Regions from separate parts of the Hordeum vulgare genome. Here region 2 is linked to region 1. The links are chromatin contacts, called in public Hi-C maps. All regions are on one chromosome and are shown on one strand. Each heading gives the region's core, a stretch centred on a gene start, on an enhancer-like site or on the middle of the called end of the contact. The rest is flanking DNA. Distances are from core to core; before and after follow the strand shown.

What was found. A called contact is a pair of places that touch in the nucleus more often than the background predicts.
Region 2: a contact with region 1 is called in a Hi-C map of seedling, with 1.7 times the contacts expected there. The contact joins the promoter of LOC123430281 here to the promoter of LOC123426723 in region 1. A contact is called at or near these places in 2 of 6 Hi-C or Micro-C datasets (leaf and seedling).

Annotation. Positions count from the first base shown.
Region 1 is chr2H:474,839,342-474,842,502 of MorexV3_pseudomolecules_assembly, reverse strand. It overlaps LOC123426723 (ribonuclease P protein subunit p25-like protein), which reads left to right and starts at 1,674. Exons shown (of 7, transcript XM_045110595.1): 1 at 1,674-1,964; 2 at 2,604-2,684; 3 at 2,867-2,955; 4 at 3,053-3,127. The coding sequence starts at 1,842.
Region 2 is chr2H:475,234,952-475,238,112 of MorexV3_pseudomolecules_assembly, reverse strand. LOC123430281 (ethylene-responsive transcription factor WIN1-like) reads left to right here and starts at 1,694. Exons shown (of 1, transcript XM_045114155.1): 1 at 1,694-3,161. The coding sequence starts at 1,974. The coding sequence ends at 2,759.

The DNA of each region.
Region 1 (3,161 bases), core at 425-2,924:
CTCGGAGAAGAGGGGCGCCGCATTTATGTCGACACTATAAGACACCTTTCCGGCGGCGGTTCAGAGCTTCTTGGCGACGTAATAGTACCGAGGCTTGTAATGCTCCGACCACTGCATCGTCTGTACTATGGGTGTGCCCGTCTTCGCACCACGGCCTCCACCGTGACGTCTGCCACGACCACCACGCCCGATGCGAGCATGCCCACCGACCACCGACGACCATTAGCTTCTTGAGCTTCTTCTCCTTTGCGGCTTTCGCTTTGACGCGGTGAGTTTGCCGTGTAGCCGAGCCGACCTTTGGGGGGAGCACGATGCTTGGATCCTCCGTCACCTTCATCTCCGACAGGTTTTCCTCCGGTTTCATGCATCGGTGGCGGAAGAAAAAAGAGGGTGAGTGAAAAGGACAAGAATTAGATGAAAAACGGCTCGAGATGAAAAAAGAGAGTGGAAGATTTTAACGCGGAAATAATACAATTTAATAAAACACGATCTCCGCCTTCTTTTTTGATGAGCCAGGGAGTTAGAGTCTCATGTTTATCGTGTTCGGACTCGTGTAAATCTCCACGTTTACTAAAAGGTAAACGTTTCCATCCGGCGCGCCGGCCGAATCGTTCGGCCGGTCGCGCGCGGGCCGCACGCCTCGCTGGCAGATGCTTGCAACATTTTTTCATCAAAATTGCTGCAACCGTGTATTTTTCTGATACAAACGTTTTCCATGCAGCTTTTTTTCAAGTGTAAATTTGTTGCAACCAGCGTCATTTTTGCTGCAAGCATTTTTTCCTACATTTGTCCAGTAAAAAAAGCTGCATATACGTTTGATTGCAACTCCAGTTCGTCGGATTTTTCGTTACAATCGATTTTTTTTTTACTTTTGTTATTACAACCGTGTTAATTTTTGCTCCAACGACGTCTTTTTTTGTTGCAACCGTTTACTAAAAAAGTTACATAGACGTTCACGTAGATATTTGTTACAACCGGCGTTTGACTTTTGCTACCACGCACCATCAGCTTTTTTTTTGCTACGATCACGTAGATATATTTTTTGCTATAATTTTTTTTTTTTTTGCAAGCGTTGAAAAAATTATTGCATTGCGTTAAAATTTTACTGCATCGAAAAAAAAATGTTGCATGGAGATTCAATGATGCGGACGCGTGTGAGTTGGTGGATCGTGCGGCCCGCGCGCGGTGGGCCGAAAGTTTGGGGACACGCCGAAGCAGAGCAGTGCCCTTACTAAAAACAATGGTCTGAACGGACCGATACAAACAAGTATCACCTTTGGAGATACCCTGACCGCACTAGACTTGAAATGATGTGTTTGACTCACGCTTGTACAAATTGATGATCTCTTGCCTCAGGCACGTTTGTACAAACTGAAATAAAACTCTCTTTTCCAAATCCAGAAAGAAAAGAAAAGAAAAGAAATACTCGCTGCCCACAAGATGTTGGATGAGCCCACAGATCACACGAACAAACACGCGTCATATACTGTCCATGTCCAGAAAGGGACAAATCCCTCTCTGACCACCATCGTCACCATCCGATCGCAGAACCGACGGTCCAGATCCCCCCGACGCGGACCAAGGAGCCACACACCCAACGCAGCACGCCGACCGAGCGTGCCGGGCCCGGACACCCAAAACCGGGTCCCTGTCGGACCAGGCCACCCCACGCGAACAAACCCTACCCTATCCGTCTCCGCTTGCTTCTCCTCCTCCCTCCTATATCAGCCACCGCGACTATCCCCACCGACCGCAACCACAGAGCACCCGTCGTATTCTGAGCTAGCGAGAGGGATTCGCGTCTGCGCGTCGGCGAACAAGGTTGAGGAGGAGGAGCGCCCATGGATCGCTACCAGAGGGTCGAGAAGCCGCGGGAGGAGGCGCCCATCGGCGCCAACGAGATCCGCATCACGGCGCAGGGCCGCACCCGCAACTACATCACCTACGCCCTCGCCCTGCTCCAGGTAACGAGCGCCGCCTTGCCTGTCGTCCCCATCCGCTCGCGGCCGTCGGTTCTAGCGAGCGGGAGGCCGTTTTTCCTTTTTTTTTCTGCCCGGCGATTTTTGGTTAGGGTTTAGTACGGGTTCAGTCCCGATGTTGGTTAGGTGATTAGGGCATCCAATCGCAAAGGTTTACTGTTCGAATGCTCTTGCGATTCGTTATCGTGCTATAGGCGCTGGTTTGACTAGTAGTGTTCGCTATGATATTGTGTACTACTAACGGAAGGGACCGCTTTCCGTACGATGGTTTGTTTATTGTTGTTGTTGATGGAATGGATGTCTAGGGATTATGCTTGATATGCAACTTTTTAGGAATCTACTGATTAGCTATACTACCTGATACTCGATTCGAGTTTGCTACCGTTGTGCACCAGGATGCTATTAATTTTGTGATCATCATTACTAGTATTACTGTTTTTTATGTGTGTGGATCTATACTATGCCAGTAAGATTCAATAGTCATTAGGTTGTCTTGTGGTTGAGTGGGTGAGTGTCTTCCTTGCTTGAATTTGTGCCCATTGCTCTTTGAAATTTTATAACGATAACCTTGGGCATATCTATGTATTTTATTAAGTACCTAAAGCACTTTCTGTCCCTTAACAGGAAGAAGCTACGGATGAAATTGTTATAAAGGCTATGGGAAGGGCTATCAACAAGACAGTGGCCATTGTGGAGCTTCTCAAGGTAGAACTAGTTCAAATTGCTAGTAAATACTACTTCCTCCGTCTCAAAATAAGTGTCTTAACCTTAGTACAATTTTATACTAGCGCTAGTACAAAGTTGAGACAGTTATTTTGAGACGGAGGGAGTACTTGATACACCTTGCAGTTATATCAAGTTAACATTTTTATGCTACATCTGAGCAGAGAAGGATTGCTGGACTCCATCAGAATAACTCAATCGAATCAATCAATATAACTGACACCTGGGAACCGTTGGAGGAAGGCCTTAATGTGTAAGTACTGGATTTATTGGCATAACTGCATAAGTACTACTTCCAGTTTAGGAAGTACGGTGTGTTCTGACAGAATTCTTGTATGACATCTTGACAGCCTTGAGACTACTCGCCATGTTTCCTTGATTACCATTACCTTGTCAAAGAAAGAGCTGGATACATCGTCTCCTGGGTTAGTAGCATCATCCTTCTCCTTTTTTTTATGC
Region 2 (3,161 bases), core at 445-2,944, 400 kb before region 1:
CGATTGGTTGATTCTAATCATTTCCCTAAAAAAGGCCCGTAACACGAAACAATGTGAAGCAAACAAGACAGTCTACAATCAGTGCCCACAAAGCATTTTTGCCACGTCGTATGATTGATGGGTCCCACCTCTAACGGAACATTCCAAATGAACATCCACAACACAAAAGCAATGTTAAGCAACCTCACATGTCTACATTTCTTAGCCCCGTAGAGTATGTTTTACAAAACCACCCCTAATTAGGTAGGTCGTTGCGCATAACAAAAATGAATTCTTAAATTTTAAGAATTCATTTTTGTTATGCGCAACGACCTACCTAATCATAAATAGTTTGCTGAGATGGACGGCCAATGTTTCATAATTTTTTGGCAAACCGTTTAATCAAGATTTGTTTTCAGCTCACGATGGTTGGATCCTTCGGGCGCTGGTTGTGGTTTCTTTATTCCGTGGGGGTTTCTGTATCACTGGTCATTTTCAATGTAGTCTGGGGTCATTTCCGCAAAAAAAAGAATCAACTTTCAAGTTTATCGAAATTGCTACAATCGGACTGAATAGTGTTGGCTTTTAGTTTAATACTCCCTCCATCCCAAAATTTTTGACTTAGATTTGTCTATATATAAATGCATCTAATCACGTTTTAGTATTTAGATTCTTCCGTTCCTAAACAAAGCTAAGGCAAAAAATTTGAAACGGAAAGAGTATTAGTGAATGGGGTTGCAAACAATATTTGTAATGAACAATCCTATAGCCACTTGTTATATTCTTTCCATTTCTGCATTAAAATATTGCATACATACCAAAAGTTGAACTGATGGTTATAAATAATCTTCGCTTTGAATGCTACGATGAGTCTAGATTAGGGATGGCACCCGCGGGGTTTGTATACGGGTGTAGCCGCCTCATACCTTTAGTCGTCCTTTCTGAGCTTACTCATCATCCTTATCCATATCCGTTAATAGGTATAATTTTTCGTTATATTAGGATAGACGGGTATCTGTAGATAAATTTATCCATGTTTGCAAAGTATCAAATTGAGCAACTCATGGTCATAAACAACAACATATAATCATAATCTATAACAACTGATTACAACAAAAACACATATTTAATAAAGAACATCACTTTCTCGTGAACAACAACACAACAAAACAACATCACAAATTCACTACAAAGTGTTTGCTATAGAGATCATTTGAGTTCACATAGATTTTACATGGATACATAGGTATATGGGTATGCGTTATAATCTCATACGCGTATCCACTCTATTCGATGTTTCAGATTTTATTTATTTATATAACCATGTGTAACTTTTTTATCATATTCTTACTCTCGTATGGTTTTTTACCCACATGATGTATGAGTAAGAGTAATGCATATCCATTGCCAACCCTAATTAATCCTACTAGTACTTGCGGTGAGTGGGTCCGACCCTAGAAGGTGCCAAAAATGAATGAGGAAACGATTGTTGTGAGCTTGCTGACGTATTTCTACCTTTCCTCCGTCATTTTCTTTTTATCTGCCCTCCGTCACCTTCTGACTTCTAGTAGAAGGGGTCAAAGCTCAAACTCAAGTCATAATATCCGTTGGCTGTCTCCAACCGTAAAAAGAGCAACCGTCCAAGGGCGCCATGAACACGCGGTTCCAAAGAAAAAGTTTCAGTTAAAGTTTTTCTCGCGGAGCGAGCGGGAAGAAGAGGCCAAGCGCCCAACCCTCTCGAAGTCCGGATCCTTAGCTGTTAAGCAGAGCAGTGCAGTGCTTCCCTAAGTCGGTTTCGCTTCGCTTGACGCTCCCTTTATTTATTGCACTTTCATGATGAAGCCCGATTTGCCTCCGCTGCACTGGTTTAATGGCTGCTTATTTAGACTAATATAAGCGATTGCTGGCTTAATCCGAGTTTGCTTCTTCTTCCGCGGTGCCTTGGTTGATCGCGTCGAGGTTTTGAGGAACGGGGAGTATAAATTGCACCCGACATGCTTCCCCTGCAAAACCTGATGTGTGTGTCTGAACGCGTGCGAACCTCCGGAGCAATGCTGACCCCGCCCACCACGTTGCCGGCGGCAGGGGCGCTCTCGGAGCAGGCTGAGACCGCGGCGATCGTGTCCGCCCTCACGCACGTCATCGCCAGCGGCCGCGGCCCGCCGGGGCCCTCGCCGCCGCTGGTCATGCCGTGCCGCCCGGGCGTCCAGCAGCTCGGCGCGTCGACGTCGTCCCAAGGAACAGAGCCGCCGCCGCGCAAGTATCGCGGCGTGAGGCGGCGGCCGTGGGGCAAATGGGCGGCTGAGATCCGTGACCCGCAGAAGGCGGCGCGAGTGTGGCTTGGCACGTTCGCCACCGCTGAGGACGCGGCGCGCGCGTACGACGCCGCCGCGCTCCGCTTCCGCGGGAGCCGCGCCAAGCTCAACTTCCCCGAGGACGGCGCGGCCGCCACCGCGCGTCGCGCCAGGGACGCGGCCACGGCCGCCGCGGCGGCGTCCTCGAAGCCGGCCGCGCTGCTCGAGTCGCAGGACGGCGACGTCATGGACTACATGGACTACTCCAAGATCCTCGCGGAGCCGGAGCCGAGCAACGTGATGGGCCGGCTCCTGGGCAGCGACGGGAACGGACGGTTCCTGGGGTCGTGGAGCATCGGAACGTCGCCGACGTCGTCTGCGTCGAGCACGTCGCTCGCCGGGGCCGGACCCGCCTCCGCTCCTCTGTTTCATTGCGGTAGCGGCTTGAAGCAGAGCAGTGAGAGCTCTTCGCATAGGGGTTACTAGCCAAGCCAAAGGTTATCAACCTCATTCCTGCCTCATAATAAACGAGCAAAAGGAGAAGACCGACGAAATTCCCGCCTTTCGGAGCGCGTCGTACTACCGCAGATCGTGATGGTGGTTGGGGGCCCGGCGAAGGTCACTTTCTTGGACGGGGATTAAGACGAGCCAGGGCCGAGAGATGTGGAACTTTGGGTTCAATTGCGTTCATCAGGAAGCAACTAAGGACGAAGGTTTAGATTTTCTTTTAGTAAAAACATTCTTCTAGTGCCATGCAGGTTCTTGGTTTCTATTGAGGTCATTTCCTAAACTGAAGCTCTCTAACTCAGGTAGCTGGCAATGTTACTAGAGCTAGATAGTATTCATTTTAAATTTACTTGCAGGAGGAAATAAATCATCTGTAATGAA